4 separate regions of the Mus musculus genome follow, and regions 1, 3 and 4 are each linked to region 2. A link is a contact called in public promoter capture Hi-C data. All regions are on one chromosome and are shown on one strand. The core of a region is the stretch at or near the end of the contact, and the rest is flanking DNA. Distances in the headings are between cores, read along the strand shown.

Region 1 (2,700 bases), core at 124-2,623, 790 kb before region 2:
CCAGAGCCGGTCACCTCGGCGCGGGGCGGCTGGGAGCACTGCACACGCTCCAGGCACACTCGCTGTCGCCGCAGACGCTCCTCCGCAGCGCGCAGCTCCGGGAGCTGGAAGTGGGGTCGGAGCCGGGCGCAGGGTACCAAGAGAGGATCAGGCATCGTTGCCACTGCCAGCAGCCCCCCGAGCTGCTGCAGGTCCTCGGCGCGCAGCGGGAAGCTGTGGAGACGGGAAAGTACGGCCGGGGGCACCTGAGGCTCCTCGGCCTCGCTGAAGTGCTTCACGCTGGCCAGGCTCAGTCCCAGGGAGTCGGCGAACTGCACGCGCTTCTTACACTTGGAGCAGCAGTCCCCAGCCGGCGCGCCACCCTCTGAGCTGGGCTGTCCCGCCTGCTGCCTCTGCTGCAGGAGCTTGGCCGCCTGCAGGATGGGGTCTGCGGGCAAAGAGAAGGAGCGCGCACGAGAGCGGCGATATTCCTGTAGCTCCTCCTGTTCCGGGAGAGCTGCCCCTTTCTGCGGCGACAGGGGCCGGTCCTGGAGCTGAGCATCAGGGATCGGGGTCTCAGAGGTGCCACTCTCCACGCAAAGGACCTCGGGGACCGACAGTTCCTCCGCGGATTGAGGGTCTCCGGAAGACGTAGAGCTGGACGCCTCGGATCTGTGTAGCTGTTCTCCCGAGGGATCCATGACAGTGTCCGATCCGGCCCCGGGTTTCGTCCTGCGGGAACCGCGGAGAGTCCTCTGGAAACTTTTATCTACTCCCGCAGCAGAAGGAGCGCATAGTGTCGGCTGGGCTTGCCTACCCTGGCAGAAAGCGGATTCGGCCTGGAACCTCCAGCTTTTAGCTGCTGCTGCCCGGGACCAAGAGGGAGGAGGATGCTGGCCTGCGGCTAGCTCCCAAGGGGAGGGCCAAGACAGGGAGGCGCGACAGCCAGAACACCTGAGAGCTACGTCCGTAGTGGAGACTAGGATTTCTGAAGGTCGTAGGCTAGCCGATAGCTTTGATCCACCCCGCGGCTGCTATGCGCGTCTGTATCCTCTGGGGTAGCTCTCAACTTTCAGAACTAGACAAAGTTTTCCAGCCTGTGAAGTTATTCTTCCGGAGGAGACGTCCTGGCTGTCACTGGCCTAGGGAATCCGCGATACAAGAATGTCATTAAGGCAAGCAATCGAGCGAAGTGCATCCCTTCCCTTTCATCCTGTATCCCCGAAACCGCTCGAGTCCCAGGTCGCATCTGTGTAGTTGTGCCCCTCAGTGGTTCTAAAAGCTGGAAGGCCGAAGCTACAGCTTCCACCTACTTACCTGGTGACCTTGCTGCTGCGCTTGAGCAGGGGACAGAGCAGGAACCCACCGGGAGCTCACTAGGCAGGCAGACAAGAGCACCCGGTGGCCATTGGCGCCTAGCACTAGAGCACGTCAAGGTCCTCCCGCCCCACCCCCACCCCCCTGTCCTCAAAGAAGAGGGCTGGCACCTCCCTCCATGGCTAAGCGCCTTCCTTCAGACTTGAAGGCATTCATTCCCCCCTCTCGCTTAGCCTGCGCCTGGCCTGCAACTGCCACCTCTCCTCCGCAAGGATCCCAGACCCTCTAAGGCTCAGTCAGGCCTTCTGGGGGTTGCCGGTCAAAACCCAATTGCCAGAAGACTAATGGAAGAACATCTCACTATATCCTGGCACTGGATACTTCCTTAAGTGTTGTATTGTGCCTTTGCCTTCCAGCTAACTTTGCCTTGATCAAGCTTCAACTGATAACTTCATCACCAAATGTCATGCCCACCTCCCATTCCCCCACCCCACCCCTCATATCTGATTCAGGGTGTCCCAGGCAGTTCTGAGAGAATTTCTAACAGGGAGATGCTGAGGACAGGCTCTGGGGACCACCGTTTAGGAGTGACTAACTGCCTCACCATGGCTGTGTGTATACTTACTTACACAAAAAAATTGGGGTTTTAGAAATATTGGTCCACAAATCAAGGAACAAAAAGCAAAGCTAATTTTCCCAGGCTTTTAAACTGGGCACGGTATAGCAGAATTTAAGGAGTCATCAATAGTTACTGATTTTAGTATCTATTGAGGACTCACAGGCTGCTCATCCCTCCCCAAGGCTGAGGGCCCCTCCCATGTGATCTTATGTGCACAAAACTTCATCACTCCAACTCAATGTAGCACACAAAGGATGGGAACATCTGTTCAGGTCCCAGAGCTGAGCTAAGGTCAGGTTTGACCCCAGGAAGTTGGAAAATTATTTTTATGGCCAAAGACCCTGAGCTAGAGAGGAATTTTTAGGAACAGGCCCCTCAGTCCCTTGGCTGGGACTTTCTAGTCATTAAGTGTCCAGTACAGTGTCCATATCTACATACTGAATCTGACAGTATGGGACTCCCAATCCAGATCTACCTAGAGTGCCCCCACCTCCAGCATCTACAAAATCTACAGCACAGGACACTTTTTTTTTAACGTGTAGATAGACATTGATATATTGTGATAATAAGTATAATGTTCACAAACTAGTTTGTTTCTTTGATTTTTTGAGACAGGGTTTTTCTGTGTATAGGGCTGGCTATCTTGGAATTCACTCTGTAGTCCATGCTGGCCTCAAACTCACAGAGATCTGCCTGCCTCTGCCTGAGATTAAAGGCGCACACCACCCCTGCCCAGCCTCAGACTAGTTTAAAAATGAACTAGGAACTTCAAAGAGATTTTGAGG
Region 2 (2,700 bases), core at 145-2,644:
GAACAGAATTATGTGAATATAAACCCACAGAAGTATGGCCAAATGGTTTTAATTTAACATTTTTAGGTATACTCTATACAGTATTTCAACCATATTCACCTGTACACTTTTATACTCCATCTCCTCTCAGACCCCTCACAACTTCTCAATTAATGTCTTCTCTTTGCACATAATCCACTTAGGGGCTAGAGAGATGGCTCAGCAGTTAAGAGCTTTGCTACTCTGGCAGAGGACCAAGATTTGTTTCCCAGCCCCTACATAGCAGCTCACAACAACCTATAACTCCAGTTCAAGAGGATCCAAAGCTCTTTTCTGGCTTCTTTTGGATTTCAAACACATACATGGCACACAAACATACACACAAGAAAAACACTCATATACATAAAAATATAAATAAGTAAATATATAAATACTCCACTGAATTCTGTTAGTGTTTCCCATATACACATGGGTGTGTGCCATCAGTTAGAGCACAGACAGCATGTGGGGAACCAAATCCCCAAAGTAAACAAATTCTCCCTTCCTTAGCAACCTTCAACTCCCAATAGCTCCTTATAGGAGGAATAGGGACTTGTGTGCCCCTCCCCATTCCATGCTGAACTGTTGACTGGATTGTTCTCATGCAGGTATTGTGCAGGCAACACACAGGTGCTTCGAGTTCATGACTGCAGCTGTCATGTCCAGAAGATACTGTTTCATCTCAGTCTATCCTACCCTCTGGCTCTTACAGTCTTTCTGCCCTGTGTTCTGCAATGTTCCCTGAGCCTTGTAGGGGAGGTATATTACATAGTTCCATTTAGAGCTGAGCAATTTACAAAGACTGTCCTCCGCACTTTGACTTGTTATGAGTCTTTGTATTCGCTACCATCCACTGCAGAAGGTACTACTCTAATGACTGAGAGACGTACTAATCTTTGAGAACCAAGATTTGTATTTTGACCCTATGTCCATTTAACATAAAGAGAAAGGTAGTAGGGTTTATATTTGGAAGGTTTGGGCTCCCCGGTCATGGGTTCTTGGCCCAATTACAATATCAGGCTTGAGAGTCCTCCTGTGGAGTGGGCCTTAAATCCAGTCAGAAAAAGTAGACTATCCCCATAGCATTTGTGCCGCTGATGAACTCATGAGCATATCTCCAGGTCAGCCGTTGTTGTAGCTCATAGGGTTCACAACTGGATAAAAATGGCCCTGGTCTTCTTCCTTTTCCCCCAAGACATGATATCCTTACAGAACAGATTGATCCCAAACTTGAATTCCTCCTGCCTTAGCCTACCAAGTGCTGGGGTTATTGGTGTACACCACAATACCTAGATATGCTCACCTTATTATTCAAAATTCCTTTAATTTTAGAATAAAATTTTCCAACAATATTTTTCTTTGTCTCACCCGCAACTTCAGACAAAGGCATTTAGAATTCAGGTGTGAGCCATGTACCTGTGATGTAATGGATTCCATGAATCACATGTAATGTTCCAAGAGGAAGGTGAGAACAGAGATGCTTTGTCCCAATTTGGCGCTTTGTTGTCATGCAACAAGCTCAAAATAATGGCCATTGGATTACCTCTTGATTTTATTTCCTGGTATTCAACTTTTGTGAGGGGAACAAGCTTTGTTAAAGAGTACTCCACCCTCTTTCCACTACTATTCAAGTATTAAATTTAACACAGTTAAGACTAAGGTTTCTGGGACCTGGGACAGGATCATAATTATTGATTTCATCCATTGGAGAGGGCTCTTTCCTGCTGGTATTCTTGGCTCCTCTTTGCCAATAAAACAGAAAGTGAGAAATATGTATGTGCTCATCATGTGCTTTATACAAAGCCTTTGTGCATAGTGTTCTAGGAAACAGGAAACTTGTATAATACTATGTGCAAGGAAATTCATATGTCACATTGTTAAATACCACCCCACGTCTAGTATTTTCCAGTGTGCAGACTGAAGATCTGAATTGTGAGTGAAGTTAAAGTCTTCCTTTCAACTTGTGTGGTTAGGTATTTGTCACTGTGATGATAAATTGACCAGCACAGTCTATGTGCTATTCTCAAAGTAGCTAGCTTAAGTGGAGATAGTCTAGAATTTTGTAACCTCAGTGTGGATATAAAGAAACAAAATTTCTTACCAGTAGCTTATGTATCGGTTATGGCTGATGTGAAGTTTATTGCTCTAAATAAAATGTATAATTAAAACTAACAATCTTTTTTAGTCAGAGCTACAATAAGATTAAAATTTACACAGTTGCTCCAATTGTGCGTATATGCTACAGTACTTGTCTAACATTATAGCTTTTTACAACTAAACCAGACACATCTTATAAGATACTAACAATAAAAAGGGAAGAGTGCAAATAATGCTAGAATTATTTTAGACATAATGCAGTTTTACAAATCTCCCAGATCTCAAATCTTATGTATCTGTTAGGAACTTGACCATAAGAGTGAGGGCAGGAGTATCCAGTTTTACCTAACGGCTACTGACAGCACCAACTGCTTCATAATACTAGGGCAATAATAAAAAACACACTGTGTCATGAGCATTTAAAAAATACTACCTGTCATTTCTCTTCTCTCCAAAGCTTCTTCATAGTTCCTGAAAACTCCGCAGTCCCCTTGCCTCTGAGCCTGGTGCTTGCTGTGTGCAGGACCTCCACTGTTCTTCTATCAGCCAAATGAGTTTAGATGAACCCACAACTCCTTAGTCCTG
Region 3 (2,700 bases), core at 191-2,690, 720 kb before region 2:
CTCAGCAATGTGTTGTCTCCTTTATGAGTAACACCGGGGAATGAGTCTCGGAGAGTAGGGTGCTCAGTAAGAACAACAGCGAAAAACATCTCCAAATCAACACAGGTCAACACCACACACAGAAACAAAAGCATGAATGAAAAACACAGCAACAGGAGTCCTCCAAAAACAAAATCAATTATCCCAGAGTGGTGGTTCACATCTTAAATCCCAGCACTCAGGAGGCAGAGGCAGGTAGATCTCTTTGAGTTTGAGACCAGCCTGGTCTATATATTGAGTCTGAGGCCAGCCAGGATATATAATGAGACCCTGTCTCAAGACAAAATAACTTAACACCTGGATTCAATGATACTGAAATAGGTAAAATTCTGGGTGATTTCAGAAGTTTCCTAGTAAAAATACTTTAAGACCTCAAAAAAGATTGAAGCAAAAAGATTAATTCAATCTTCCCTAAGGAAGGACCTGGAAAGTCTGCTGTGCACACACGTGCACGTGCGCACGCATGTGTGTGCACACACAGAGAGTAAAATAGATGAGAAAAATCAACAATATGGCTTTTAAGAATTAGCTATGGGGGCTGGAGAAATGGATCATTGGTTAAGAGCACTGACTGCTCTTCCAGAGGTCCTGAGTTCAATTCCTAGCAACCACATGGTGGCTCACAACCATCCATAATAGAATCCAATGCCCTCTTCTGGTGTGTCTGAAGATAGCAACAGTGTACATGGAAGTACAATTCAGCAAAGAAACTGAGATTTGGAGTAAAATCACAAAATAGTAATGTTGGAAATGAAAAAAATAAATTAAATAATTAAAAACAAAGCAAAGAAGTTCTGTTGGAAGTAAAAATGCAGAAATGTCATATTATATTCCTCTGTAATTTCCTATACTTTTTGGGAAGGATCAGTGGGAACTTAGGGGCCTGCGGGTGGGTGAGCATTAGGAACGAGACCATATGAGGAGTCAGGAAAACAGTGCTGCAAAGCAGATGTATTTCCTGACTATACTAGGCTTTTCCTCTGTCCTATCTTCCTCCTTTTTATAAGGTGTCAGGGTCCAGTCCTTCTCTGAGTCCTGTCCAGGTATATGCACTGTTCCTCCACGGAGAAACTGTGGGATAGAATGGATGTGCCAGGTTTTTTCTTTCTTTCTTTCTTTCTTTTTTAAGATGCGGATGGTTGTGAGCCAACATGTGGTTGCTGGGATTTGAACTCAGGACTTTTGGAAGAGCAGTCAATGCTCTTACCCGCTGAGCCATCTCACCAGCCCCATGCCAGGTTCTTGAGAACCTTCAGACCCAGTGCCTGCAGGAACTGACAGACAGGGAAAGAAAGAAGGGTTAGGGCGTGGTGGAGGGAGGGGTGTAGTCAGAAAGGGGCGAATGGTGGGGTGAGGGGCGGGCCGAGGGGCGGGCCGGGAGGCGGGCCAAGAGGCGGTGCTCGCCTGGACTCCTGCTTAACATGGCCACGCTGCGCAGGCTGCAAGAGGCGCCTCGGCACTTACTGGTCTGTGAGAAATCCAACTTCGGCCACGATAAGTCTCGCCATAAGCATCTCGTGGAGACGCACTATCATAATTACAGGGTGAGTCAGGTCCACCCGGCCCTCTTAGGCTGGAGAGCTTTAAGGTAGAACCACGCCGGGTTTCACCCGGCCAGACCTCCTCGGCTTGCGAGGGTGGGCGGAGATCGTCCTCGGGCATGCTGGGAACTATAGTCTCTTCAAGTTTCTTAACTGCTTTTCTTGGCGCTGTGTAGGACTACAATTCCCAGCATGCGCCAAACACAGGGCGGTGCTCGGTCCTATGAGGAACAGCAGAGTTTTTGTGAGTTTGGCGTGGTTACTGCGGTGTTCAGGATTAAATCCTCTCGGTGTTGGGTCGAGCAGGCAGTGGAGGAGTTAGGAATGTAACCTGCACGGTCGGAGTGTGACCTGTACAACATGTAGCCGAATTACACCCTAAGTTTGGGCAGATCTCTGTGGATCAGCTTGTGACTCTTTCCAAAGCATCACGCGGTTTGACAAACGAGGAACTCCAAATAAACTTACCTTACGATGATAAGGGTTTAAGCATTTTACATCTTAAATATTGGCCTGATGGATTTCTCAGATAGATTAGCTGGCGTCCTTGTCCCTCAAGGCTGGTTGTTGGGGCTTTGCGAAACGGACTTTAGATGTTCACTTGGGGATCATTTGAAATCCGCGCGGATTTTGCATCTCTTCGGTTGAAAGGCCATCCCTGCGGTCAGGGATGTATCGCTTATCTCAACTGGTCTCACCTAGGTTTGTCTAGGAAATGGAAGCTTCCAGGAGCACTTTTGCTTCTATGTAGCTTCTTACTAATTAAATGTCCCTAAATCCCAGGAGGAGTTCCTTTGATTTCATGACTCCAGAATAAGCAAATCAAGGCATGTTGAATTATATATACTCTATTTCCTTGACTATAAAGTGTGAAAGACATAACATATATTGCTTGTATGCAAAAATAAGATTCAAGTAAGACTTCCATTGCAATGTCATGCCTCACATTGAAATGCAGAAAGGAAAAACTTGAGTAGTCAGATATCTGTTTACTTGAAATTAATAGAATTGTTGCCTAGTAGGTTGATGGTGATGCACACCTTTAAACCCAGGCAGAGGTGGGTAAATCTCTGAGTGCAAGGCTAACCTGATAAACAGAGCAAGTTCCAGGACAGCCAGG
Region 4 (2,700 bases), core at 72-2,571, 840 kb after region 2:
CAGCCTGTGTCTCTTCCGTCTATTGTTATCTAATCTCCCCTTCCCAGCCACTCAGGAAAATTCACAGTTGGGTTCCCCAAAGTCCAGCTCTCTGGCAGTCTTCAGAAATAGTTCTCTCCACGTGTCAGAATTTCAGCAGTAAGTACATGTTGACTGGAACATTGAGCTGCATGCTTAAAAAAAAAAAGTCTCCCACTAAATTATACAACATGCAGCTGAGAAAATAACGGAGATGCTTAAAGAACGCATTCCATACATGTACTCGCAGGATATGCTTTTGGGAAAAGAACGCGAGCTTCCTTCCCCTGTGCTAAATAAGACTAGAGATAGATTGCTCCATTTAAGATTTCCATTAATTCCATTAATAAACTTCTCAGAATATGAAATGTCTCGAGAATGTAGTGAGGCTAAGATGAAAGCCGCATAATTCTCACTGGTGTCAGGCCTGGCACGCAGGAGAAGATATGCTAATGCGGCCGTTTGCCGCAGGGCTGGTGTTATTTATATAGTGCTAGCTGGGCAAGGCTGGCTCTGGAGTCTGGAGTGCCAAGAGCATTTGGATCTCCTGTGAGGTGTAGATGTGTGCGCGCCTGTGCGCAGAGCATAGGAATTGTGATTCCGAGACCTTGGGGAGGGGGTGGGGCAGGCCGCCCTCATTCACGTTTGTATCGAGTGTGTGGCTTCTGTTGAAGGTCTAGCCTTCTAGAGTTGTGTTTATTTGACATTCATTCTGGAGCACAGAAAGAAATGGCGATTTGGGGCGGGTGCTGCAGTAGGTCGTGTGTGACCCAGCGTTGTAAGGGGCTGTCATCCTAAAATTGGCAAACATGCCTCCTTGCCCCAGCTCCGTGACCATAAAAAGCTGCCTTATTTGAGTCTGGAAGAAGAACAGAAGGTTGTTCTGGAAGACAGGCAACCCTTGGGCTCAAGACCAGGAGTGGGGTGCCAGCCGCCAGGCACCTCGGAAACGAACAGAGGTCACGGAGAGCCGGTGTGCCCGGGGCGAGGTCCCTTGCGGCTGTGGGACTTGAGACTGGCAGACGACACTGTCCTCTCACTCCCAGCCAGTGCAGACTCCTTGGTGACCCCCGTCCCCCGCGCCCAGAGACCACCAGGGATCTTGCAGCGGCCCGGGTGTCCCTCTCCCCGCCCCTGCGTCTGTCCGGGCGGTGGCGACACGGCCCGGCTGGAGGGGGCGCTCGTGCGCAGGAGCGGCGCAGCAGGTGCCGCGGTTACCTCCACCTCGGCGGGGGGAGAGGGGGCGGGCCGGGGCGGGAGGCGGAGGCCGGCTCGGTGAGCCGAGAGCGCGGCCGGCTCCGCAGGCTGGCTGCGAGCTTGCGGCTTCCGGGAGCGCCCGAAGTCCGTGGAGGATCTCCCAACCCGCGGCCGCCGGCGGCCCCAGCACAACGCGCACCGGTGCCCGCAGGGCCCCGAGTCGCGACAAGGGCGCGGGTCCGGCTCCTCCTCCTCCCCGGCCGGCGCGCATCAGCGGAGAGCCTCGTAGCTAGGCGGGCGCCCGGGCCGCGGCGCGGATGAGCCGCGGCGGCTGAGGACTCGAACGGTTTCTGCCCGGCGCCCAGGGCACGGGGGTGCGCGGGTGACATGGGGGTGGCCTGACTCGCCGGGCCCGGAGCACTCTCTCCGGCCGCGGGCCCTCCTCCTCGGCGGCGGCGCTGTGCCCGGGCGCCCGCCGAGCTCCGCCGCGCTCTATGCGCCTCTGCGGGAGCCGCGGGCCCTGGCCATGGCGATAGACCGGCGGCGTGAGGCGGCGGGTAGTGGTGCCGGGCGGCAGCCGGCCCCGGCGGAGGAGAACGGCTCCCTGCCGCCCGGGGACGCGGCGGCCTCGGCGCCCCTCGGAGGGCGCGCGGGCTCCGGCAGCAGCGCGGAGATCCAGCCACTGCCTGCGCTGCACCCCAGCGGCGGCCCGCACTCGAGCTGCTGCGCGGCGACAGCCGCCCCGAGCCTCCTGTTGCTGGACTACGATGGCTCCGTGCTGCCCTTCCTCGGGGGCCTGGGCGGCGGCTACCAGAAGACCCTGGTGGTGCTCACCTGGATCCCGGCACTGTTCATTGGCTTCAGCCAGTTCTCGGACTCCTTCCTTCTGGACCAGCCCGATTTCTGGTGCCGCGGGGCCGGCAAAGGCACCGAGCTGGCGGGTGCCACTGTCACCGGCCGATGGGGTGACATGGGCAATTGGACCAGCCCCTCGGCCACCCCCTTCTCCACTGCCTCCTGGGGGACCACGAGCAACCGAAGCAACAGCAGCGACACACCACCCCTCCCATCCCCTCCAGGCAAGGGGAACAACGACTCAAATTGCGACTGCCACGCGTGGGACTACGGCATCCGCACTGGTCTCATCCAAAACGTGGTCAGCAAGGTAAGGGCCACGACCGCCGCGTCCCCGCGTTCTTCTTGTGAACCTTTTTCTTCTGACCTCGGTCGCCTCTGCTCTGTGCTCCATCTCTCATTCTCTGCAGACTTAGGTCCAAACCTACCCAGTTGAGGAACCCAAAATGTTAGCCTGTGTACGCACAACCCCGCATTGACTGGGCTCCCGGCTGTCCCTCAAAGGAGATGCTCTTACTTGGATGTGAAGCCAAGGCTTTTTTGCCGCCCTCTGCGGTGCCCGTGACGCTGCATCCGCTTCAAAGAGACCGACTTAGCCTTTTCTAATATCCACACAAACTCCTGTCCCAG

The links. Promoter capture Hi-C pulls out the DNA fragments that hold promoters and counts their contacts.
Region 1: a promoter capture Hi-C map of embryonic stem cells shows a contact between it and region 2, with 3 times the contacts expected there. The contact joins the promoter of Ppp1r3g here to the promoter of 1700011B04Rik in region 2. A contact is called at or near these places in 1 of 39 promoter capture datasets (embryonic stem cells), 1 of 484 Hi-C or Micro-C datasets (macrophages) and 1 of 115 datasets of contacts at active chromatin or transcription factors (embryonic stem cells).
Region 3: a promoter capture Hi-C map of liver shows a contact between it and region 2, with 5 times the contacts expected there. The contact joins the promoter of Rpp40 here to the promoter of 1700011B04Rik in region 2. A contact is called at or near these places in 24 of 39 promoter capture datasets (the 3T3-L1 cell line, 3T3-L1-derived adipocytes, the HPC-7 cell line and 14 more), 2 of 484 Hi-C or Micro-C datasets (CD4 T cells and bone marrow-derived macrophages), 6 of 115 datasets of contacts at active chromatin or transcription factors (bone marrow-derived macrophages, embryonic stem cells, large pre-B cells and 1 more) and 2 of 9 other capture datasets (liver and macrophages).
Region 4: a contact with region 2 is called in a promoter capture Hi-C map of hippocampal neurons, with 2.7 times the contacts expected there. The contact joins the promoter of Slc22a23 here to the promoter of 1700011B04Rik in region 2. A contact is called at or near these places in 4 of 39 promoter capture datasets (the HPC-7 cell line, hippocampal neurons, liver and 1 more).

Annotation. Positions count from the first base shown.
Region 1 is chr13:35,966,579-35,969,278 of GRCm38.p6, reverse strand. It overlaps Ppp1r3g (protein phosphatase 1, regulatory subunit 3G), which reads right to left and starts at 1,373. Exons shown (of 2, transcript NM_029628.1): 1 at 1,297-1,373; 2 at 1-1,121. The coding sequence starts at 680.
Region 2 is chr13:35,180,317-35,183,016 of GRCm38.p6, reverse strand. It overlaps 1700011B04Rik (RIKEN cDNA 1700011B04 gene), which reads right to left and starts at 1,394. Exons shown (of 3, transcript NR_045616.1): 1 at 1,322-1,394.
Region 3 is chr13:35,905,087-35,907,786 of GRCm38.p6, reverse strand. It overlaps Rpp40 (ribonuclease P 40 subunit), which reads left to right and starts at 1,440. Exons shown (of 8, transcript NM_145938.4): 1 at 1,440-1,583. The coding sequence starts at 1,461.
Region 4 is chr13:34,343,839-34,346,538 of GRCm38.p6, reverse strand. It overlaps Slc22a23 (solute carrier family 22, member 23), which reads left to right and starts at 1,321. Exons shown (of 10, transcript NM_001382849.1): 1 at 1,321-2,380. The coding sequence starts at 1,742.